Linked DNA regions of Ovis aries: region 1 is linked to region 2. Evidence: chromatin contacts called from public Hi-C data. All regions are on one chromosome and are shown on one strand. The core of a region is the stretch at or near the end of the contact, and the rest is flanking DNA. Distances in the headings are between cores, read along the strand shown.

The links. A called contact is a pair of places that touch in the nucleus more often than the background predicts.
Region 1: a Hi-C map of tail adipose tissue shows a contact between it and region 2, with 8 times the contacts expected there. The contact joins two enhancer-like sites. A contact is called at or near these places in 9 of 16 Hi-C or Micro-C datasets (hypothalamus, liver, mesenteric adipose tissue and 5 more).

Annotation. Positions count from the first base shown.
Region 1 is chr16:36,138,466-36,142,079 of ARS-UI_Ramb_v3.0, reverse strand. All of the region lies in intron 18 of EGFLAM (EGF like, fibronectin type III and laminin G domains), which reads left to right. Among named protein-coding and RNA genes, the nearest start is that of LIFR, 140 kb to the right of the region's middle. Within about 2 kb of position 2,234, at least 10 of the 54 cell types and tissues checked have an H3K27ac peak or open chromatin away from gene starts, as enhancers often do.
Region 2 is chr16:35,763,115-35,767,014 of ARS-UI_Ramb_v3.0, reverse strand. LOC114118742 (a long non-coding RNA gene) reads right to left here. Exons shown (of 7, transcript XR_009596785.1): 3 at 2,320-2,419; 4 at 1,287-1,360. Among named protein-coding and RNA genes, the nearest start is that of OSMR, 35 kb to the right of the region's middle. Within about 2 kb of position 1,289, at least 24 of the 54 cell types and tissues checked have an H3K27ac peak or open chromatin away from gene starts, as enhancers often do.

The sequences.
Region 1 (3,614 bases), core at 985-3,484, 370 kb before region 2:
CATCTGAGCCTCAAATAAGACTGCGTAATCCTGAGTAAACCATCGCTTCTTCTGAGGGTCTTCTCAGAGCCTTGGATATGTTCTGAGTGTCTAAGACAAGGGTGTAGGATGCAGCTGGTTCCTCCAGGGTTTCCCCCGCCCATGGCAGACAGGTCACTTGGGAAAGGACTGAGCTCTGATAGTACCCCCTTCCCTTCCCTTCCCAGATTACTGAGAAGTTCTGACTCAGACGGTGCAGGACCCTTCAGGCCACTAGATGGGAGTGTTTCTCTGCAGCAGCTGAAGTTCCACTCACTACCAACACCAAAAGCCACTGGCTTAGGTCACACATTTGTCAGGGATGCACAGTCCTCAAAGATGGGAACCTGTCTGACTCATAATGATTAACCACATTCTAGGCACTTCACAATGTATTTAATAAATTCATATCAAATTGCTGAGTCTGACTGGGGGATGGGGGAAGTCCCAGAGCATTAAAAAAAAAAGTAGCTTCATTAAATATGAGCTGTAATTTAAGAATACTCAGTATGAAAAAACACAAATTCATAAAACATATAAGTTGTGCATACTATAGGGAATTTCTTTTCTTGGGATGGTGTATCCTTAACCAATGGAAAATTTGGAGGCATTCAGCCTGGATGTTGATTTTTCAGATAGTTGAAGGCTGGTAGTGTAGAAAATGATTTTTTAGCTATTACTTACTTTGTGGCTGCAGAGTCAGCTTCATGGGACCAAGATTGCTGCTCCAAGCAGAGCTGTCCAGCAAGGGAGAGTGCTGCCTGTGGATGAGAGTGTTGCCCACCCTGGAAGTTCAGTCCAGTTCCCTGGGACTGGATTGCCATTGCTCAGGAGGTTGTGGGGAGGAGTCCTAGCTGCTGGAAAAGCTAGGTTACAACCCCAGGTCCTTCCTTCACTGGTCCTGGGACTGCGTGAAGGAGCCAGCAAGTTTTCTTCCACTTTTTGTAGTCCATTGGGAATTTCAAGTCCCTGAAGTGGAAAATTTGCCTGGCTTGCAGGCTGGCTATTCATTTTGTCACCAGATGTCTCCAGCTTTTAGGTCTAAATGTGAGGAAGCACCAAAAACTGTCTTCGAGTAGTGCCTTTGCCACAGGACCAAAAAAATAAAATAAAAAAGTGTGGAAGAAACTAGATATAAAGGGTTAGGATAAAATATACTTGTGCTTACAATATTTAAGCAAACTGCAAAAGGCTAGAAAGGACTAGATGGTTACTTCTAACTGTAATGTTTTAGGATGGAATTAATATTTATCCACATATACTGATGACACGGTATATTTTCACCATGTTTGTGTTCAGTGGTATCATTTCTAGAGTGTTCCCCTGCTCTTTATTAATCACAAGATCTGAACCTTGTAAAGGGGGTGGGGTGGGAATTAGGGTGATATTTTCCACTGTGGAGAGAAAAGAGGCAGCTGGCTGGCTTATCATTCCTTTTTCACATGTAGCCTGGAGCCAAGAAAAGGTAGTGGTCATTGACAAGGTAAGCAACTCTCCAGGAAGTGTTTCTCCAGGTTTAGGTTAAGTGGGCATTGTCAGTTCAAGGTCAGGGGAGCCCCAGAAGTGTTCTTCCTGGTCCATCACCACTTGCACCCCAGTTACTAAGCCGAGATCTGCGGAGGTGTGTTGGGTGATCTGGTGCTAACCATGCTGAGAGAAAAGATTTCTAGCGGTTTCTCACGAGGGGAATGAGTGGATTCACGTTCCCTCAGAGGAATGTGAGTTCCTGCAGGGCTTCCCAGGGGCTGTGCGAGGCCGCTTTCCAGCGATCTGCAGCCACAGCAATTGGGATTTTACAGTGACTGTGAGATTCTGACCTGCCCTGTTCTGTTTCATGCTGGCATCTGGCAGAGTGTGGGAACTACTGCCTCAACAGTAAGTACAGTGAGTCCTCCGAGAAGCTGGGACGGCCCCTGGGCTGGTGCCAGGGCAGGCTCCGGCCAGGCTGTGGGCACAGTGCCGGCCAGCCACCTTCAGAGGGTAACGGGGGACACACCTCTCAGAGGGGTTGCAGCCTCCCACCGAGATCGCCAGCCCTGGGAACACACTTGTCTCCTGGCTGGGTCTTGGGAAGCCCTGAGCTAGGGGGGCTTAGTCAGCAGCTGGACCGGGCTCACACACACACAGCCCTTTGAGAGTCCAGGTGCAGAGCACGTCCTGATCATTTCCAGGGGTGCAGGGGAATGATGACTGTTGGCCACAGACCCATGTCCATGACCAATAACAGCAGGGACGGGCCCTGCTTGGGGCTGAGCCAAACCCAGCAGGGACTCCAGAGTGACTGGGAGGGACGGCTTCTCCTCCTGTCTGGCATCAGCAGCTGGCAATTCAGGGCCTGCTCGCCCAGCTACGAGCTCCCCTGTCCTGCGTTTCCCCACTCTTGCTTCTTATACCGCATTCTCACCCTCTTCTTTCTATACTTTTGCTTCTCCTGGACTTCTCCCCCGGCCACAGCTTTTTCATCCCCTCTGCATCCCCTGCCTGGGGCTGCCATCCACTTGGCTGTTTGTTTTCGTGTTGTTGTTTTTTTCCCACACCTTCTTATCCTTTGCTTCTCTGACATTTTCTTTTCTCCTCCTCTAACATCTGCTTTCCCCTTCTTCTTCTCTCTTCCCACCAACTTTCTACTTGTGGCATTTTGCATCTCTTTTTTTCCCCTCTCAGCTTCCTTTTCTTCCTTCCTCCTCCTCCTCCTCACTTAAACCAGAGGGTGGTGCAGCTCAGGATTTGAAATTAAAGAGCCATTCACTTCTGACTCTAAAATGCCCTCCGGGTCGACAGCCCCTTGTCCTGGGCCATGCTGCCTCAGAGGACATGAAAGTAATTTCTCGGATAGTTACCTCAAACAAATGTTTGCTTCTCTTCCTCCCCTTCTTTTCTTTCTTTCTTTTACTCTCTCCCTCCCCGAACTTCTTTTTTCCTTCCTTCCTTTTTTTTTTCTTTCTTTTTATGAAGAATACAGGAGCATGCTGTGGGTGACCTGCCAACACAGGAACTTTTATTTGGGGGCCCAATGTCATCATGGGCTTCCCAGGTGGCCCAGTGGTAAAGAATCCACCTGCCAATGCAGGAGACGCCAGAGAGGCGAGTTCGATCCCTGAGTGGGGAAGATACCTGGAGGAGGAAATGGCAACCCACTCCAGTATTCTTGCCTGGAAAATCAGAGGAGCCTGGTGGGCTACAACCCATGGGCTTGCAGAGTCCAGACATGACTGAGCATACACACATGCAATGTCCTTGGGTTTTGTGTTTTACTGGTTTTTTTTTTTCTTTCTTCCTTCCTTCTTTTCTGTCTTTCTTTCCTTCCTCCCTTCTTTTTAATGTGTAGAAGTTGAGTTTAAACTCTCCTATCATCTGTAGCATCGATAATTACACATTTTTTCTCTCCTGGATATAGAGTCCTTAGTTCAATGTCTTCTTTGTGCCAACCACGTATCTTGTGAAACTATGACTTATTTTATAAGCTGGCTTATTTTCTCTCATTTTGCACATTTCTTTGAACATGAGATTCATTTTACCTTAACTTTCTAAACTGCCATTTCTCTGTCTTTCTAAAGAGGAAAGTGATGCTGCTGTGATCTCTTTAGAAGAAATCC
Region 2 (3,900 bases), core at 40-2,539:
AAATTGACAATATGACTCATGGCACTTAAGTTTACTGATGTTTATGCCAAAAGAGGCATCATGGCTATGACAGAGAGAAATGTAGGAGGGCTGACAGACTCTTCAAGGTTAAAACAGAAGTGTCAAGATGAACATGGCATTGTAGGAGTTTCTGTAACTGCTCAAATAAATGTCTTCAGAACATTTTGACAGCAAGTAAATTCACACGGTAGTCATAAAAATTCATAGATGTACATCTTTATCTTCAGCTTTTATCCCTCTCCTCTAGGGTTTGGGGGTTTTAGGTTTCTCTTTACCTTCTTATGAATGTATGTCTATATAGATATAGATGTCTACATATTTTATATAGAGATCTTATGACTATATTTTATATATCTTTTCAAACTTTTGTTCTTGTTTTCACTTATAATACATGTCTTTTATACAGTATTTTCTCCTTTTTGTCTATTTTCCGGAATACACCCTCTGTGACTGGCATCCCTATTTGTGTTTGAGATGCTTGCGTAAGTTTGGTGACGAGCTTCCTTTCTGGAACATATGCAGATCACCTTTCACTTGGGGAGGCCCCTCTTCAGCCTGTCATCTCCCTCAAGGCCCAGAGACCACAGCCAGGGTCCCCTAGGCACAAGGCAGGTTTCAGGGGAGGGCAGGTGCAGCAGGAATGTGTCTGAACCAAAACCAGAACGAATAAGCAGACACGTATGTGTGTGCTTATGGAATACCAGAGCACTATTTGAAACCCAAATTCTCCTAGAACCTGAGGGCACACAGCCTTGGCAATCAGTGATCAGTATCTGACTCCCAGCCCCCAAATGGAGCAGGTGGAAAGGAGGCTGTAGCCCCACATCTGTTTCCACCCTGGCTATCTCCTCCTGTCTCAGCACAGCCCATGGGCCCATCCACAGCTGGCTCCTCCCTGGGGTTCCCTCTGAGCAGTACCATTGTGCAATGGATTCTCCACCAACTTCTCCAAGGTAAGCCTTTCCATCCTATTTGTGTCTTAAGGAGAGTCTTTAATGGCTTCAGGCAAAGGAGTCGGTAATTTAGGAGTTTCAGGACTCTGGCAGGGTGGGAAAGGGGTTTCTCCCTTAAGACAAAAGGCCTGATTGGTGTCCTCCGCACCATCCAGGGGTCTTTTGGACCTGTGCTCCCCACCTCCCTACAGCAGGGCCCTCTCTTCCTCTGCAGCCAGCTGGTCTGAGAGCTGCAGGGCTGCAGGAGGCTGGGAAATACTAGGGCTCTCAGGGGACGACAAGAGGCTGGACTCGCCCACACCCTGAGCTTACTCAGGAGATCGGAGAGGGAGCTGGTGACCTTCCTTTCATTCTTCAAGACGAGCTTGGTCCTTTCTCCTCGGATTCTTGAATGATTTTTGGGAGAGTCAAATGGAGAGAAACACAAGATTTAGGACCACGTTTAAGATTCTGCAGACTTTTCCTCAAGAACAGCCAAAGCCCAGGGCCTAGAAGCCCCCTCCCTACCAGTGGTGATCAACCAGGGAGGCGAAGCGGGGGAGAAAGGACACAGTTCATAGTGACAGAGGCATGAGCTGTGAGTAGAGCTGAGCTGATGAACCTGATTTGGGGAGACCGGCAGCCCTTGTATTCCTCCCTCTTTTCCTTCCAATCCTCCCATAGCAGTTGGCAACCTGAGAGCTGAGCTGGGCCCGTGCATTAGCCTACGGCGCCACCTAGCCACCCCAGAGGGTACTCGAGAAACACTGTGCCAGGAGGTTTTAGGGGTTTTTTTTGTTGTTGTTATTTCCATACCCAGAAAAGGGGGTTTCCATTTCATTCATGGAGTTCTGGGAAATGGAATTTGTATAAAACCTTTCTTGCACACGATGGAAAACATTTATTAGCGTCTAATGAGAGAATGTGGCCTAAAAGCAATTGTAATAAAAACTTAGAGGGTAAGAGTTCAGTGCTCTACACTTGCATTTTGCCCTAGTAACAGCTGTGACTGCAGTTTTTGCTTCAAGAAGTTGATTCTGCCTCATGTTATTGAATCTACCTTACATTACAGACTTTATTCAAATGACAAAGAGCTAATGTTTCTCCTATTTTCTTTTCTTTTTCTTTTCTCCTCCAGGTCAGATTTAGCTCTGGGGGAGGCCTGGGAATCCTGAAGGGAACGGAGGCTCATGAGAGACTGATTCTATGGGGACACTTGGGACAATATCAGTCAAGGGTGTGGCAAATTTATGACATTGCTGTACCCCCTGCCACCTTTTCAGTCAGATGAGGCTGTCCCAGCTCCCACAGACCCAGCTCCAGGAGGAAATTCGGGAGCTTATCAAGAGAACAGGTACATCCTCACCATAGATGTCATGGTCCTGCCGGCGAAGCTGGAGCTGGCCTTCTCATCTGAGATGGATAAAGCTCTGAGGCCAACAGACCCAAGGTTGCCTCTAAAGCTTCTGAAAAAAAAAAAAAAAAGATGTCTTAATGACTGCATTGGAAATAGGCAGTCTTTGCCTAAAGGCTCAGGAGACCTTGGAGACTGTAAACATGATCTCTGGAGCCAAATGCCTGGATTCCACATGTACTTCTCTGTTATCTAAGCCCTGCCTCAGTTTTCTAGATTATGAGTATAATCCTAGTGTTTATTTCATTAGGTTTTGGTGAAGATTAAATGAGATAAACTATATAAATGCTTCAGATGAGGCCTGACACATGGCAGGCACTTCATAAATATTAACTAATGTTTAATTATCCTAGAATTGAAAGGAACAACCTGAGTCTTCTTGCACTGAAACAGTTTTGTTAATTAGCATAGCAAATCGTGCCTCTGTAGCAAGTCTCCGTGGCAATTTCTTCGGCTGTCCCCACACTGGCAGCAGAAACAGGAGGTATACATACAGCTTTTTAAAAAACCATTTTTTTTTCAGGGTTTCCCTGGTGGCCCAGTGGTAAAGAATCTGCTTGCCAATGCAGGAGATATGGGTTCAGTCCCTGATCTGGGAAGATGCCACAAGCCTCAAAGCAACTGAGCCCGAGCCCTAGAGCCCTGGAGCCCCAACTACTGAAGCTCGCGTGCCCCGGAGCCCATGCTCCACAAGAGAAGACACCGCAACCAGAGAGCAGCCTGTGCGGCAACAAGACCCAGCACAGCCAAAGATAAATGAAAATAAATAAAATTAGTTTTAAACGTTTTTTAGGAGAAAGCATCCAAAACAAGAAAAAGTAGACCAGTTTATCTCAGTGGATGCTCAAATAATGTTGCTAGCTGATCAGGGTTGTTGTTGTTGTTCGCTATTATTGTCCCTCTCCAAATCACAGCACCATCTCAGGCTGATTCAATGAACTTTCCTGAACAGTCCTATGGCCATATAAGGCTTTCTTTCATTTATTAGTTTGTAAGTTTCTTGAGTGCAAAAATCCTGCCTGGTCACTCTATGCCCCCAAACAACTAAAAACTGTTATATAATTCCCTGGTGGCTCAGTTGGTAAAGGTCTCCTGTAATGCAGGAGACCACCTGCAGCATAGGGGACCCGGGCTCAATCCCTGGGTCTGGAAGATTCCCCTGGAGAAGGAAACGGCAACCCACTTTAGTTGTCTTGCCTGGAGAAAGCCATGATCAGAGGAGTCTGTGGGCTACAGTCCATGGGATAGCAACAGTTTGACACAACTTAGAAACTAAACCACAACCACAGTTTTGGATTAAACACCTAGACAGTTTGAAAGTGGTGCTTTTTCTGAATCATAGTAATATGATTAAGAGTCAGACATTATTAGTCCACTGAACTGACACTACAGTCAAATGAAAACGGGTTTTAAGGAGCATCTCTTAAGGGTCAGCCTCTAGATATTATCATCGACTCTGGGCCATTACTGTCTTCCACCAATGCCTCACAAGAATCAGATTACAACGTAGCATTATGAACAGCCCATTTCTTG